Linked DNA regions of Triticum aestivum: region 2 is linked to region 1. A link is a contact called in public Hi-C data. All regions are on one chromosome and are shown on one strand. The core of a region is the stretch at or near the end of the contact, and the rest is flanking DNA. Distances in the headings are between cores, read along the strand shown. Region 1 holds the start of LOC123069198. Region 2 holds the start of LOC123069200 (histone-lysine N-methyltransferase ATX4).

The links. A called contact is a pair of places that touch in the nucleus more often than the background predicts.
Region 2: a Hi-C map of leaf shows a contact between it and region 1, with 4 times the contacts expected there. The contact joins the promoter of LOC123069200 here to the promoter of LOC123069198 in region 1. A contact is called at or near these places in 4 of 5 Hi-C or Micro-C datasets (leaf and root) and 1 of 1 datasets of contacts at active chromatin or transcription factors (leaf).

What each region holds. Positions count from the first base shown.
Region 1 is chr3B:169,948,168-169,950,867 of IWGSC CS RefSeq v2.1, reverse strand. It overlaps LOC123069198, which reads right to left and starts at 1,423. Exons shown (of 5, transcript XM_044491983.1): 1 at 283-1,423. The coding sequence starts at 979.
Region 2 is chr3B:170,432,684-170,435,383 of IWGSC CS RefSeq v2.1, reverse strand. LOC123069200 (histone-lysine N-methyltransferase ATX4) reads right to left here and starts at 1,306. Exons shown (of 22, transcript XM_044491985.1): 1 at 1-1,306. The coding sequence starts at 728.

The sequences.
Region 1 (2,700 bases), core at 174-2,673:
GTAAAATCAGACAAAAATCAAGCAAGGAGCCAAGGAGAATCTTCATCTAGTCATAAACTCATAATATCATATAATATTAGATTCTAGTCTAGTTTTAAGTTATAATAAGTAACTTAAGCATTTGAAGTTTCTCCTTCTGTTACCAAAATCTTAACAAGAACTATGCAATCTGATAGGCTTTCATGTTCCATATGATGCTTTGGCCAGTATAGCAAGTGATACTTCATCATGACTAGCTACCAAAGAGTTTAAACTATGAAGAGCAAGCTGAAAAATACCTACCATCAGTTCCTCCATTAGAATAATTCTTTGTTTTATCGCTGTCCAAATCTCGTGTTTTCACCTCTTTGTTTCTTGGCGTAGCTTTCAATGATGCATCATGCCTGCCCTCACTCCCCTTTTCATGATCCTTACTCCTATCCTTGACAATCTTATACTGCTGATCCATACCGTCTTCCTTGAGCATCAACACTTGCTTGCTTTCTTTCGACTTCTCTGCCTCAAGCTCCCTCCCCTTCTCCTTCACTCGGTGATGCTCGCCACCACTATGCTCCTCCAAAAATAATGTATCTTTATCTGACTTCCTTCTGACAACCTCGTTGGACCTATCATATTCCTTGCTAGACTTCCTTGCAGACTTCCCCTTCACATCACCGTCTGAATTCCTGGACTTCTTCGAGTCATGGTAACTGACCCTCTCATCTTCTTCGCCGTGACTCCACCTGTCATCCCCGGCGGCATTATCCTTCTCCCCTCTGCTCTTCCTCTTCTTCTGCCCATCGGCCGAAGAACCTGATGCCTCGCCAGCATTGGGAAGCTTTGCAGGCCGCTTCTCGTGGCCCTCCGAGCCCTTGGAGGCCCTGCCGGCGGACGCCTTCCTATCCTCCTGCTCCCGTGGCCGCGGATCCTCGTCAGAGTCCGACCTGTCCCGCTCCTCCCGGTCGTGCTTGCGGGACCTGCGTCGCGTGCTCCTCGGCATCGCTCCAAGCCTCAAACCCACGACCAAAGGTTCACCAGAGCCGCACCTATTTGAAACCCTGCGGCCCCTGAATCCTAAACGGCGGGGTGGAGCCCGAGCAGACCGTACGCAAATCCGCCGGAACTCCTCGTCTCGCCGCGGCAACCGCCGAGGATACTTCAATCAAGCATATATAAGCAAGCAGATGCAAAAACTTCCGGGGATTCACCGGGGCTCGAGTCCGACGACGCGGCGGCGGGGAGTGAGGCAGGGCGAACTGGACTAGGATTCGGATATCGGCGGCGGCGGGGTGGAGGCTTGGACGAATCGAATCGAATCGAATCGGAATGGAACACGAGCAGCGGGCGGATAGGCGGAGGAGGGATTGGGATTGGGAATTGGAGGAGGGGAACGGGCGGGGGCGAGAAGGGACGCGATCGCGGATTTTTGGGGGATTTATCTATTTTCTTCCAAACAAAGTTTCTGTTTCCGCTAGGGCGTCGCGTGTGGCGTGTGGCGTGTAGCAGGTGGGCGTGACGGAAATACCCACCGTGGGGTTGGGTCGGCTGACCGTGGGCAGCGGTTAGTATTAGCCGCGGTTCAGGGGCAGCGCAGTAATTTTGGTGCAACTTTCCGTCCGCTTGTGTCCCGTTTTCGTTTTCGATATCAACCTTCATGATCTTTTCTCGCGCTGTTCTTTTTTTTTTTACTTCTCGCGCAGTTGTTTCTCGTGCGCTTAACGGACGAGGATTTGGAGCATGTGCTTCCCAAAATGCCAATTGTCACGCTAGCTTTACGAGGACCTCCTATTCATCGCCTTCCGTCGTGCGCTACACCACCGTAACTTGAAGCAAACTGACGTGTACGAGCCTATGAGGGTGTATGTTTCAGGGACTTATTGGTTTAGGGACTTAAAAAAGTCCCTGTAAGTCCCACCTAAACCAAACACAAGGGACTTAGGCCCAGTTCTTTTCGCACAGGATTCTGCAGAATCAAGATTCTGGAAAATTCTCCCAGAATCTACTTCCCCCAGAATCTAACACCGAGTTATCTTCTGAGATTGTAGTTTGAGATTCTAGAAAGAGTTGTGTGCTGAAATGTCTGTATCGCCCTTCGAGAGAAATCATTTAATGAATTGGTAACACTTCGTTGTTTCAAACAGAATCTACCATTACCATTTAAGGTTCTCATGTTAGCATTTAACAACAGCATTCATCAATCTAACAACATCATTCATCCAGTAGCAAATATTTACAATACCAATAGCACCAGTAGACAGTAAGCATTGAAGAAAAAAATCTATCTAGCAACATCCATTTATCAAATTGATACATCCATTCATCCATCTTTGCAACAACTTTGTCAATCTATGTGTATCTACCGTGGCTGGCTCGGTGGCAGTTTGGCCGTAATAACCAGCTGCAATAGGGGTACTCTATTAAATCCAAACGTTTTCATTGGTGGGACTTGCCAGAATCCTGAGATTGTGGGAGAAACCAGGTATTTTGAGATTTTGGGATTGCACTAGGATTCTGGAGAATCCGGTTGAGATTTTGGAAGTTCAGGCCCTGTTTGTTTCATAAGTCCTAGGACTTTTTTAAGTCCCAACTTATAAGTCATAAGTCCCTACCTGTTTGTTTACAGGGACTTATAAGTCCCGAGTCCCTTTTTGTTTGTTTACAGAGACTATAAGTCCATGTTGCACCGCTGCAATGAGGCTCAGGAGAGGGCCTGTCCGGCGA
Region 2 (2,700 bases), core at 57-2,556, 480 kb before region 1:
CCGCCGGCAGAGTAACCGAAGAACATGACGCAGAGCGCCCCGGGGACGCAAGAGTTGAGCACAACCTCCGGGGCGTGCTGCAGCGGGTTGATCACCAGTGCGGGCCACGCGGGGCTCTTCTTCCCCGACCTTGCCCACACCACGTCGCCAAGCACAAAATCCTCCGGCCAGTAGAAATCCTCTCTCCTCACCTCGGCCTCCTGCTTTGGCTTGCACTCCACCACCGGGGACCTCCCCTCCAGTCCGGCATTTCCAGCAGCAGCATTGCTCGTGGGCGTGGCCACAGCGCCCACCACAGGCCTCTCCTCCGGCGCGCATTTCCCACCGGCATTGCTGACGGAAGTGACGACGCTCCCACTGAAACAGCCCGAGCTGCCGCTCCGGCTGATGTTCCGGCACGCCCGGTACAGCTCCTCCTCCGTCCGCGCCGGCTCACCTGTCCACACCTCGGTCTGCACGGCCCCAAAGGCGGAGCCTTTGGGGGCGACGGCGCGCACCTCCACCTCGTACACCTCGCCGTCCCTGTCCTCGACCTTGGGCGGCGCGGGGGCCTTGCAGGCCTTCTTGGCTGGCGGCGGCGCGACGGCCGAGTCCCTGAACCGTGAGGGCAGGACGCGCTCCCGGCGGCGCTTGGCGGGCGGCATGCCCTCGGCGGCGGCGGCGGGGGGCTCCAGCTCGTACGGGACGGCGGCGGTGCAGCGCTTGGGCGGGATGCGGGAGGCGAGCATGGCACTGGCGCCCGCGGCGGCTAGGGCATGGAGGTGGGGGGCGCGCGATGCCCTAGAACCTCGAATCGGGGCGGCGGATTGGGGGTCCTTAGGGTTCCGGCGGCGCGGAGTATAGGGATTTAAGGTCGAGTGGGATTATTCGACTCCGAGATGGGGATTCGAGGCGGAGGCGGAGGCGGAGGCGGATAGGGACGATGCGCGCCGACGCGGGGCCGAAAATTTCGGGTTCCCTCCGTCCGGGCGTCCGAGGGATTGGGTGGGTGGGGCGTGCGGGGGTGGGGTGGTTTTGAATGAAAACTTTGGAACGCGTTGCCTGTCGGGGTCGGAACTCGTAGCAGTGATAGCAGGAAGAGGCGAGGGAGGGGGGAGAGTGAGGTGGGGAAGAGGAAGACGACGCAACGCCGCCAGATGCCAGATGGTCGGGTGGCAAACAGAGTTTTCGCGCGGATCTGGATGGGTTCTTCCGGGCTTCTGGCTCGTGCCGTGTGGCGGGCGCTGACGTGAGAATCGATCCCCTCGGCCATTGGATTCTGTTGCTCGGATTTGGGGGTGCTCTCTCTCTCTCTCTCCGTGTCGGACCCGCAAGGAACTGTGCTCCGAGCGCCGCCGCCTCCGTTTTACATCGACCGGACGCCCGAATCCGGTCACCGCAGATGACGCAAACACGCGCCTTGTCACGCGCGCGGTGACCATGGATCTCCCGGACGAGCTGCCCGCCGACGTCCTGTGGTGCCTGAGGTTAGGTAGTACGATCAATTTGAGGGGTGTCGCTAACGCACGCGCGGCGACACCATCCCAGCCCGCGCACTCGTTTTACACAGCCCGGGCGGCGACCCTGAACAGCGCCCAACGCCCTTCAAATACCCTGTCGGCCAGCTACACACTGCTCGTATAAAAAAAATACTCAAATCCATCCACGTCAATCATATACTATATCACAAATTCATCACAGTTCAATAATACAACAAAGCAAAAAAAAATCACAATCTATAACTCAGACATGCCAATATAAAATTCAACATTCGAGTCACGGTTGGCCAATGTGGGAATCACTCATCGGCCGCCGCTCTCGCCCCCTCGTACTACCTGCGTCAAATAGGCGCACGGAATCCTCGTTCGCCTCCCCTGAAAAGGGTATTACGTTCCTAGGGTTCATAACTTTGCATTAAAAATTTAATGGGCGGCCAATGAGCCGAAGTAGATAATGCGTCGTTATCGGCTCGACCAGCGACGCACTTCGGACTTGCACACCGTCAGGGCACTGTAAAAGGCCCATACAAAAAATGGCATGTCCACATGGCTTAAACCAACCAAACGGCAGTCGCACACCCCTTTAAAGGACTCGACCGACGAGAGCATCAAGCAAACGAACGGTCGAGGTTGCAGACAGCCCATATCAACTTTGCTATCAACGAAGACGAGCTGGTCAACAACACGGAGACGCAGACGTGCGACAGGGAAGGACTCGGGCTAATAAACCCAGCAACATGTCCGCCCTGTTTTTACACCTTTACTTTTCCTTTTTTTCATTGTATCTTTTACAAGTTTCTTTTGTCAAAACTCGGCATGTACGGCTTGACCACATGAAATAAAGAAAGTCCATCCCTTGAGGTCCTTAAGCATTTCCTTGTATCTATCGCCTTTGAGCCAAAGTATACTTTCACCATACACACTGTCATTTGCATCACCAAGGGCTTCGCTTTTAATCTCATGCCCAACCACAAGTCCAAAGTATCTATTCGGCGTCTCGGATGTCTTGATTTTGGTTAGTTGGGTTGTCCGGCTCCTGTGCTTACCCCCTACGCTTCCGATCCATTCAACTAAGTGTGTAAAGGGAAAACTATTGCGATTACGCAACCAGCTCGAATGGCAAAGCGTCACAGTGGAGAAAGCGAAAAACTGACTATCTTGGTAAGTGTAAGACCGGTCGGCCATCCGACGACAACGTCAAGCAATGTATCGTTTGAGATCA